2 separate regions of the Mus musculus genome follow, and region 2 is linked to region 1. A link is a contact called in public HiChIP or PLAC-seq data. All regions are on one chromosome and are shown on one strand. The core of a region is the stretch at or near the end of the contact, and the rest is flanking DNA. Distances in the headings are between cores, read along the strand shown. Region 1 has its middle 15 kb from the start of Gm40192. Region 2 holds the start of Pelp1 (proline, glutamic acid and leucine rich protein 1).

Region 1 (5,472 bases), core at 1,284-3,783:
ATACTGACAATCTTTCCATTTTTTTTTCCTGAATGCTCCACAGATTCATATTTTAGACATTAGTCTAGTATGCATTCTAAGGTAATTTTTATACAAGGCATGAGGCAAGTTTCTTTTTCAGAACCCATAGATACCAAATTTTTAGAAACATGGCTTAGAAGTTAAGATCAGTGGTTGTTCATGCAGAGAGAGGACCTGGGTTTGATTCTCAGGACCCAAATGTTGGCTCACATCCATCTGTAACTCCAGTTGCAGGGGATCTGGCACCCTCTCCTGGCCACTATAGGCAGTGATGTATGAGGTACACAGACAAAAAAACACCATGTAAATAAAATAAAATAAAATAAAATAAAACAAAACATTACATCTTTTTTTTTTTTCCGGAGACGGCTGTGACATGGCTGTGTTGCTCTTTTTTTTTTTTGTTGTTGTTGTTTTTTTTTTTTTTTTGTTTTGTTTTATTACGTATTTTCTTCAATTACATTTCCAATGCTATCCCAAAAGTCCCCCCCCCCCCGCCACTCCCCTACCCACCCATTCCCATTTTTTGGCCCTGGCATTCCCCTGTACTGGGGCATATAACATTTGCCTGACCAATGGGCCTCTCTTTCCAGTGATGGCCGACTAGGTCATCTTTTGATACATATGCAGCTAGAGTCAAGAGCTCTGGCTGTGTTGCTCTTACACTGTTCCACTGCTCTGTGTATTCTTTCCTCCTTAGTCTTAATTCTGAGTACTATAGTTACGTAAGTCTCAAAAATGAGTAGACCGACCTTACCTATGACTTTATTCTTGTCAACTGCGTTAGCCGTTCTACTGTGGTTCCCTTTGTACAAACCTTTCAGACTAATCTTACTGATATGCACATTACTGTTGGAAATTGGAAATACATTGTATTAAAACTGTGCCTCTGTTGAGGAGGATTGAGGTTCTGACTAAGTCTTCAGTCATCAGGCATAGAATGCCGTATCACTTGTTCTCAGCTGCCTTACTGTCACGTTCTGTTAACTACTCCTCTGAGTGGTGCTGTATTTCAAACATTGGCATTCTTGTGCTTGTTGCAAACATACAGACGCATAACCTAATTTTGCATATTCTATGCACCCACAGGGGTGGGTGTCTCTGTGTGAGAGAGAGACATGCATGTGTGTGTTGTATTTATCTACATTGTGTGTGTATGCATGTGTGTCTGTGTTGCATGTATATGTGTAAGTGTGTCTGCTTAGAGACATATCTACTCTTTGTATTCCCTTGGATACCACTAGACCTCTGGTAATGGTGGTCCTAGGAACACAGGGAATGAGAAATGAGTGTCCTCAGACCTAGAAGTGACAAGAGCCAAGGGGTGGCTGACATCTGAAATAGAGGCAGTGGCAGATGCAGGACCAGTCTCAAGCCCCAGAGAATAGGTCTTTTCTAACTCAGATCTTCCAAGTGGCCATATCTCTGCTAAAATGAAATGTCTGCCTACTATAGTCAGAAGTGAGATGTTGGAGTCATGGTTACACTGCCAAGTCTATGTGGGAAGGGAGCCCCAGACTCTGGTGTGATGGTGACCCCGGGGAAGATGGTGTAAGCGGTGTCCTTCCTCCAGGGAACCGAATTCCGACAGTGGCTCTGATGGTGTAAGTGTATCAGAAGGTAATGTGAGTTTCTCCTCTGAGGCAAAACTGCAGGATCCAGGTAGCTCCCCTAACTCACTTTAAGCCTGTGACAACTGTTGGACTGTCCTCTGGCTATTAGTGTCACCTGTGCAGCAGGATCTGCTGGGCCTCCCTTGTCAAGCCCTTCCCTGTGATGTGAGCAGCGTCCTGCAGGGCTTAGTGCCAGTGTGGCTTACTGCATTGCCTAGGCTCCTGTCCAAGGTATCAGGGACTTGCAGAGTCCCTCTGTCTCCCCTTCCCACGCTCCCCTTCAGCCATGCAACTCCAACGCGTTCGTCACTCTTTCTTGTAGGAGCAGAGGCCAGCGCTGAAAGCTTCCATTTGACTATCTCCAAATTGATATTTTACTGTTAAAAAGGTCTTAAATATATAGTTTGAGAATTTAGGGTTTGTTTGCTACTAGGGTTGCTAGAGATGCTAGTGAGGAAGGGACCCTCAGGGTGGGGCTCTTTGTTGAGGTTTTCAAAGTCAAATTGCAAAAGGGAAACTGAACACAGGCAGCATGTTCATAAGGTGACGAGTGAACAGAGCTGGAAGCCTTCCTCCCAGATCACATGGTCAAATACACACACACACACACACACACACACACACACACACAAAACCAGGACAAGGACAGTAGGGGGAGGGGATGCCAGGGGACGAGTGTCGGTGACCTTTCCTGGAGCAAGAGAAGATTCCCGGAACTTGAGCATGCCTCTCCTTTGCTTCCTTGATGGTCTGACACTTCCTGTCGTCTCTGCAGTAGTTGAGTCACTTAGGACGGAAATTAGAATATAATGAACCTGGAGGTTATCTGCTGGCTGCTCTGGCAGTCACTTTAAAGCTACCCAGGGTTGAATAAGTCATCGAAAGAGGAACTCCTGGCCTTTGGGCATCCTGTCGTCAAACTCTAGGGTGAGGTTGAAATTTAGCTAGGTCATGTACACAGTTCACTGGTAACAATTCACAACATGTGGCGCTTTCACGGATAATTAAATCAAGGACATGTTTTTTTTAACCATCCCAAGAGCCATTGCATCGCTAGGGCCTAAGCAGTCACTCGTACCCTCCTCAAGTTAAGATGCAGGGTAAGACACATAACAGAAAAACAGCCATGGGGCTATGTAACAAAAGTATACACATGCACTGCAGTGCCTGCAGAGGCTAGAAGAGGGCATCAGAAACCCTGGAACTACAGTTGTAGATGGTTGTGAGCAGGTGGGTAATGGGACTCGAACGTGGGTCTTCTGAAAGAGCAATAAGTGCTTTTAACTGCTGAGTAATCTCTCCAGCCCCATCTGCCCTATTGCTTGGAGCTTCTATTATGCTAGCCTAGACACCAGACAGAAGCAACGAGCCTGAATATGACCTGGTGGGTTCAGCCTTGCTTTCTGTCTGTGTCTCCCTTTCTGCCACGGGACTCCAGTGGAGTCAGCTTGACAGATGAAAATCTGAAAGCTTTCTCATGAGGAAAGAGTTTCAAGGAAACTTACTCCTGGATCTTTGGCTATTCCCTTAACTCATAAAATTAATTTTCCAAATCCACATTAGCCTAGTGTATGGATCCACGTGCACTCTATATAGTATTACCTTATAGTAAATGACTTTTAAGATTAAATTCTAACATAGCTAAAGCCTTTTCCCAGTGTTCTTAGATTCCAGTTAGCAGCAAGGAGTTTAACCTATTCAGTAACTAATTAAGCACTACCATAAAACAATAAAGCACTAGCCATTAATTCAGTTGTCTGCAGAAAGAGTCTAAAATTCTCACTGAGATAAAAATTCATATTACAGACTACATCCCATGCCAAGAGCAAATTAGTATACTATACTGATAAATGGAAAGTCTCCAGACATAGATAATTTAACAAGGCCTAGAGAATTTTGGGGTCAGTGACACTACATTATTCTTGAGGCGTGTCAAGAGTTAACAACCCTGGTGCTATTAATACTAAGTGTAAAACTCTTGCCTGGCAGAAGGTGCTAATCTCTAATGTAAACATTTATCTGGTTCCTTTTGAAGTCACTCCTTTTGCACCTGGAAAAATTCAATGTGCCTTATTCTGTTATGATTTGCAATTTACTCTGTATTATAAAAAGTCTGAGGCTCGACTGGAAAATTACATTCAGATCCAACACCACTCTTGCGTGTTTGTCTGTCTGTCACTCCATCTAACTCTTTGCCCATCTGTTCAAGAGAATCCGTTCTACGCAGATTCAGGGACCCAGAGGGTCTGCGGCACCTTTCTGTCCACTTTTCCCTTTCAGAACATAAGTGTTTTCTCCATATAATTGTATCTTGGAGCATATGTATGTATGTATGTATGTATGTGTGTATGTATGTATATTTGGACTTTTAAACAAATTGGAACTTTTGAAACTTTAAGAACTCTTGGAGATGGGCTAAACATTCTGTACATTATGCCATGGGAAATGAGTATTTGGGGAGCAGAGGTTTGAGGATGAAATGTGCCCCCAAGACTGAGCACTGAAAGTCAGGCTGTTTACTGGGAATCAGTGACTCTTAGGACCTCATGGGGCCTCATGGACAGAAGTGAGTCCCTGACTGACATTGTTCTTGCCCTTCCTCTCTGCTGCCTATAGGAGGTGAGCAGCCTTGTTAGGCTCATTTGCTACAATGATTTTCCCCCTCAGCACAGGCCCAAAGCACTGAAACCACCATGGACTGAAACCTTTGAACCCAGGAGACAAAATAAACCTTTCTTCTTTTTAAATTAATTATCTGGGGTACGCTGTTACAGTGATGTAACTCCAACTGATACAGTTTTCCCTTGGAGAAACTTTGTGTGGGTAATAAAGTCTTTTGTTCCTGAATCAGGAAACCTGGCTCAAAAGAAGAGAAGAGGCTAGCCTCTCTGAACTGTTATAAACTGACTTGTTAGCTTGTAAGTGTGGTGACCAGTGGTTCTCAACCTTCTAAATGCTGGGACCCTTTAATATGGTTTCTCATGTTGTAGTGACTCCAACCATAAAATTCTTTTTTGTTGCTACTCCATAACTGTAATTCTGTTGTTGTTATTAATCCAAATGTAAATATCTACATTTTCTGATGGTCGTAGGCAACCCCCGACCCCTAAGAGGGTTGCAACCCACACATTGAGAACCCCACTCCAGACCTTTCTACTACTTATGTTTTCATGCTGTCTACCCGCCATAATGACAAAGAAAAGTGATCAACTACTTGTGTTAGTATGGGACAAAAACTACTCTTTTAAAAATGCTTTATTTCCCTGTGTATCTAATGTGGTGAAGAGAAGGAGCCGTGCAAGTCACTTATCTCATTAGGGGAAAATGTGCAGAGGACAGGAAAAATTCCAACAACTCACATGTAGGGAAAAAAAACGAAACAACTTTAAAATGGTCAGAGTAGGAATTGGTATTTTTTGTTCCTGAAGAAGAAGTAACTATGCCGGGGCCTAGCAAATACAGAAGTGGATGATTACAGTCAGCTATTGGATGGGTTACACGGCCCCCAATGCAGGAGCTAGAGATATTACCCAAGGAGCTAAAGGGAACTGCAACCCTATAGGTGGAACAACAATATGAACTAACCAGTACCCCAGAGCTCTTGTCTCTAGCTGCATATGCATCAAAAGATGGCCTAGTCGGCCATCACTGCAAAGAGAGGCCCATTGGACTTGCCAACTTTAGATGCCCCAGTACAGGGGAACGCCAGGGCCAAAAAGGGGGAGTGGGTGGGTAGGGGATTGGGGGGTGGATATGGGGGACCTTTGGGATAGCATTGAAAATGTAAACGAGGAAAATACCTAATAAAAAAATTTAAAAAAGAAGAAGAAGAAGTAAA
Region 2 (5,472 bases), core at 1,255-3,754, 100 kb before region 1:
AGCCGGGTGTGGCGGTACAAGCCCATAGGCCCAGAACTTGGAAAGCTGAGGAAAGAGCACGCTGGTGAGAGAGTCTAAAGCAGGATTCATAGTGAGATGCTGTCTGAGGTGTTGGAGCAGGCGGAGAGCTGGGTGTGGTGGTGGTGGTGATGAATCTTTTAATACCAGTACCCAACAAGCAGAAGCAGGGAGATTGTGTTAATCCCAGTAAACGAGAACAAAGATCATTACCCAAATTCTTTTAGTTGAGTTAAGCAAGCTCATATTAGCCCCACAAACTGCAAGGATAGGAGATTTTTCCAAGAGTTTTTGGTTATGTAGGAACTTGCCAGACCATTTCAAAATTATTTGGCAGAACATCTCATCAGGGTGGAGATTAGGGTATAGGGTGTGGAACATGTCAAATTTCAGAAAATAGGTCACGGCATGGTCAAACCCAAGTCTCATAGAAGACAGGATGAGCTTAGTTTGACCTTGTAATAAGATGGCTTTCAATCTTAAGATGGAGTCAGGCTGGTTCATCATTTGCTGCAAGCTTGAGGTCAGCCTGGCCTACATAGAGAGACCTTGTCTCAAAGTACCTCCAAAATAAAATCTCCTTTCTCCATGCCTCTGTCTCTGTCTCTCTCTGTCTGTCTCTGTCTCTGTCTCTGTCTCTCTCTCTCTCTCACACACACACACACACACACACACACACACAATTGAAATGGAAGAAAAAGTCAAAAATAAGGACCAGGATTTAGCTCACTTGGTCAAATGCCTACGGAGCATGCATAAGGCCCTGGGTTCCAGCCCTAGCACAGAGGGAACTGGGTGTGGTGGCACAGGCCTGGGATCCCAGTGCTTGGGAGGGAGAGCTAGGAGAGTCAGAAATTTGATGCCATCCTTAATTTTTATTTATTTATTTATTTATTTATTTGTTTATTTATTATATGTAAGTACACTGTAGCTATCTTCAGACACTCTAGAAGAGGGAGTCAGATCTCATTACAGATGGTTGTGAGCCACCATATGGTTGCTGGGACTTGAACTCAGGACCTTTGGAAGTGCAGTCAGTGCTCTTAACCACTGAGCCATATCCCCAGACCCCATCCTTAATTTCATAGGAAGTTACCTTCAAGGGGAGGTTACCTTGACTTTAAAAGTGTGTGTATGTGTATGTGTGTGTGTGTGTGTGTGTGTGTGTGTGTGTGTGATAGAGATTGGAAGAAAAACTTTTCTAAGAATGGCAACAAGCCTGTCGGCAAAATTGGAAGTCTGTGCAAAGGCCTTGGAATTGATGTTGCTGGAGGATAGAAAGAAGGCTAGTTTAGTCCAAGACTAGGAGAAGAAACAAAACAAAACAAAACCTCAAACATCTCTCCACCCCTAAAACAAAACAACAAAAGACCAGAGGAAGAAAGAAGTGCTTGTACAGCCTGAGGTCAGGTGGTATAGATTCTAGTCTGTGTAGGGAAATATTCTTATCTTTTTTTGTTTGTTTTTTTGAGACAGGGTTTCTCTGTGTAGCCCTGGCTGTCCTGGAGCTCACTTTGTAGACCAGGCTGGCCTTGAACTCAGAAATCTGCCTGCGTCTGCCTCCCAATATGCTGGGATTAAAGGCGTGTGCCACCACCACCCAGTTAATATTCTTATCTCTAGAAGCTACAGAAGGACTCTAAACTGGGAAGGACAAGCTTTCTTGGCTCCAATCTGTAATGTCAGCATTTGAACTTGTGAGCCTGAGGCAGGAATATTGCCACATCATGTCTGAGGCCAGCCTGTTAAAAAGCAAAAACAACAAAACAAAGAACTGGCTTATATCAGAAAAGCCCAATTCGGCTTTTGTGTGGTGTACAGACTGCAGAGGGAGGAAATAAGGCAATGCTGAGGCCTTTGAAAGTGATAGGTTAGCCGGGCGTGGTGGCGCACGCCTTTAATCCCAGCACTAGGGAGGCAGAGGCAGGTGGATTTCTGAGTTGGAGGTCAGCCTGGTCTACAAAGTGATTTCCAGAACAGCCAGGGCCCTGTCTCAAAAAACAAAACAACTGTGTATAGTAATGTAAATACACAAATGACTGTGGGTGTGTCTTGGGGACAGAGTGACACCTCTGCTACTTTGTGGCATGTGCACTGTTTGAGCTTGTTTTTCCATTGTTGGAAAAGCAGTTTAGAACGTTCCAGATTTCAGACTTGGGGTTGGCTCCTTAGATAGGATTACTAAGCCCAGGGAGAAGGTGACCAGAAGCCACGCTGGACTGAGATCTTTCAGACTCCCGCGCCTTTCCTGCAGACCACGTGTCCGGCCTGCGCAGCAACGCCTCCGCCCCGCCCTACAGCGCTCAGCCCGGGTTAGCAGTTTGCAAGCCGCCCCAACGCTGGCGCTCGCCCACATTGCGCATGCCCCCTCCTGCCGCAGGGCGCCAGCCCTCATTCATCCAGCCCAGCAGGCCGCAGCCCCCTCCTCAAGACCCCTCCCCGAGCGGCGTGCGTCGCACTTATGTTTGCGTCATCACGCCACGCCATTGCTCGAGCCTGTGAAGATGGCGGCGGCCGTTCTTAGTGGGGCCTCTGCGGGCTCCCCAGCTGGGGCTCCTGGCGGGCCCGGGGGTCTCTCTGCGGTGGGATCCGGCCCGCGTCTGCGTCTGCTGCTGTTAGAGAGCATTTCCGGGTTGTTACAGCCGCGAACGGCGTCCCCCGTGGCCCCTGTGCATCCCCCAATCCAGTGGGCCCCGCATTTGCCCGGGCTCATGTGCTTATTGAGGCTGCATGGGACGGCAGGTGGGGCGCAGGTAAGTCTGTGGCTCCCGCGGTCACCGTGGAAAGGCTGGTGAGGCGGCTGGGCACCGTGGTCCCGCCTTCCTGAAGCTGACACTGGAGCTGTGAGCTCGAGGAGAGCCGAGAGTGGAGAATAGAGCCACTTAACCATTGAGGACGCGATCCACAGACTTCATTACCTGCGCGTTCCCCAGAGCAGTATTAGGCCCCTTTTCTGTTAGGTCATTGATAAGCACAAAGCAATGAAGGGGCTCGGTTCCATCCCAGGTCCCCTGACTAGTTCAGTCCTCAGCGAAACTTCTTTTGGCGGCGTTTTCCCAGGGTAATTGAACACAAACATTTACTAGCTCTCAGCCAAGGGCCTACCCCTTCCTACTCGGCGCTCCAATTCCAGTCATAGTGGCGATGAGCAAAATGCCATAACACGAAACTAAATCTGGTATGAGTTTCCTAAACCGGTGTAGAGAGAGTATTTAGAGATTTCTCCAAAAGACCTGGAGTTTAAGATGAACAGGGGTTAGGTAGTGAAAGAAAATTAGAAGGGGTAGTTGAAACGTTAGAGGAACACTCGTGTAGGACGGGTTGGAAAATGAGGGCAATGTTTGGGTTCGGGGTTTAGGTGGTTAAAGAGAGTGGGTAGAGTTGAGGCTGGTGAGGTAGGCGGTAGACAATATGTTGTCTACCTGGTTAGGAGCCTGTGCACAAAATATTCACATGCGTTCAGTTCCTACAAGCTAGAAACCCAAGTGCCATCCTCGATATGTGGTTTCTTACACACTTCCATAAGCAGTCTGTGAAGTTCTGCCTTTTTTTTTTTTTTTTTTTTTTTCTTATGGAGGCAAAGTCTCACTATGTGGCTCTGGCTGGTCTGGAACTATGTAGACCAGGCTGGCCTAGAACTCCCCGAGATCCAGCTGCCTGTGGCTGGGCATCCGCCATCTTGTTCAGCTGTATGTGTGTTTATGTTAGTGGTTATGGGCCAAGGGTAGCAACGGTGCACACATCAAAGTCATAGGAACGTTTAGGTCCTAAGGTTCCTGTGTCAAGACAAGGTCTCTTGCCAGTGGTGGACTGTCTAGCCCGAGTGTTTATGTTGATGCTCTTTGGTTTTACCTTGTGTTTCTCAGTAGGGGACGCTGCGATTATAGATGCTTATACTACTATGGCTGGCTTTCGGATGGGCTCTGGAAGGCAGGATTGGGTGGCTTATATTCATTGTACTCCTCAGACAGTTGGGAATACTACAGTTAAATCTGCCCTCCTAATGGTCTTTTGTTTGTTTTGTGTGTTTTAGAAATCTCTCTGATTTTTTTTCAGTGACCTGAGTTTTTGTTGTGATGCACTTTTACTTCAGTAAGCCCTGCACACATGTGCACACGTGTTCCCCAATAGGCAGTTGGCACGTTTCTATAATGTTATGTCCTCTTCACGACTGCTGTGATCTACTGTGGCTATCACCTGGGCTTTGGGCAGCCACTTGTGCTGCTTTCTTCCTGGTGTTACCTTAGAGGTGTCTGCGGCCTCTCTGTCTCTCTGTCTCTTTCTCTCTGACATACATTTATGCCGCAAAGCAGAGAAAAGGGGAAAAAAGCAATTCCTAGTGAATAATGCACTTAGATTTATGTGATGCATTATGGGGGAGTAGCTGTTGACCACTCTGGCCGTTGAACGTGCGTTTTATTATCCTTTGTGTGTAGAGATCGTGGAAAAGCTGTATCACTAAGGAGCTGAGTGGGTCTTTTTGTTTCCCCTGGCAAATGCTGAATAAATGTGAACCTGTGGGGTTTTTTTGTTTCTATTTCTATTTTTTTAGGTTTATTCATTTTATGTATATTTTGCCTGAATGTAGTACACGCACAAACGTGTGTGTTTGTATACTTGGTGCCCATGGAGGTCAGAAGGGCATCAGATCCACTGGAACTGGAGTTGCAGATAAGTTTGAACCACTACCTGGGAGCTGGCAATTGAACCTGTGTCCTTTGCAAGAGCAACAAGTGTTCTAGCCTTTGTTTATGTATTCCTGGCTGGGATTATCTGTGCAGCCCTGGCTGTCCTGGAACTTGCTGTGTAGATCAGGCTGGCCCCTGCCTCTGCCTCCCAAATGCTAGAATTAAAGGCTTGTGCTATTACCAGCACCTGACTTCACCTGTGTTTTAATGTCCAGTCAGGTGAGTCAGGTGTGGGGTTCCCACTTGAGTCTGGTCCCTAGAACTCACTCGTGTCTTGGTTTAGGAGCATTTGGGTTGTCTAGCTATGGATGCTCAGCCCGTGTTGACCGTATGGATTGTTTGTGTCCACTTTCCTCCGTCTGGGAGGTAGGCTGCCAGCACCTAAAGCAATGCTTCTCCTGGAGTAGCCGACTACATGTGTACTGGACAGATGGATGGACACTCTCTACATGTGTACTGGACAGATGGATGGACACTCTCTGCCACCTGACTAAGGACTTTCTTTCTTTTCTTCTGTTTTGGTTTTTCAAGACAGGGTTTCTTTGTGTTAACAGAGCCCTGGTTATCTGGGACTTGCTTTGTGGACCAGGCTGGCCTCGAACTCATAGAGATCTTCCTGTCTTTGCTTCTGGATACTGAGATTAAAGGCATGCGGCACCACAAGCAGGCTTTTTTTTTTTTTTTTTAAATTTAGAAGTCACATTTATTTTGTATACGTACAGGTGTATGCATGCCTTCGTGCACAAGTGGAGGTCAGAGGACACCT

What was found. HiChIP or PLAC-seq counts read pairs in DNA pulled down with a chosen protein or histone mark.
Region 2: a CTCF HiChIP or PLAC-seq map of CD8 T cells shows a contact between it and region 1, with 5 read pairs. The contact joins the promoter of Pelp1 here to the enhancer-like site in region 1. A contact is called at or near these places in 1 of 39 promoter capture datasets (embryonic stem cells), 1 of 15 datasets of contacts at CTCF or cohesin (CD8 T cells), 12 of 484 Hi-C or Micro-C datasets (the BV-2 cell line, the Ba/F3 cell line, CD4 T cells and 9 more), 11 of 115 datasets of contacts at active chromatin or transcription factors (bone marrow-derived dendritic cells, bone marrow-derived macrophages, embryonic stem cells and 2 more) and 3 of 9 other capture datasets (adipose tissue, embryonic stem cells and liver).

Annotation. Positions count from the first base shown.
Region 1 is chr11:70,303,277-70,308,748 of GRCm38.p6, reverse strand. No RefSeq gene overlaps it. Among named protein-coding and RNA genes, the nearest start is that of Gm40192, 15 kb to the right of the region's middle. Within about 2 kb of position 2,533, at least 62 of the 459 cell types and tissues checked have an H3K27ac peak or open chromatin away from gene starts, as enhancers often do. A contact at or near this core is called in the BV-2 cell line, the Ba/F3 cell line, CD8 T cells and 5 more, where this site is marked.
Region 2 is chr11:70,407,063-70,412,534 of GRCm38.p6, reverse strand. It overlaps Pelp1 (proline, glutamic acid and leucine rich protein 1), which reads left to right and starts at 2,504. Exons shown (of 17, transcript NM_029231.4): 1 at 2,504-2,771. The coding sequence starts at 2,523.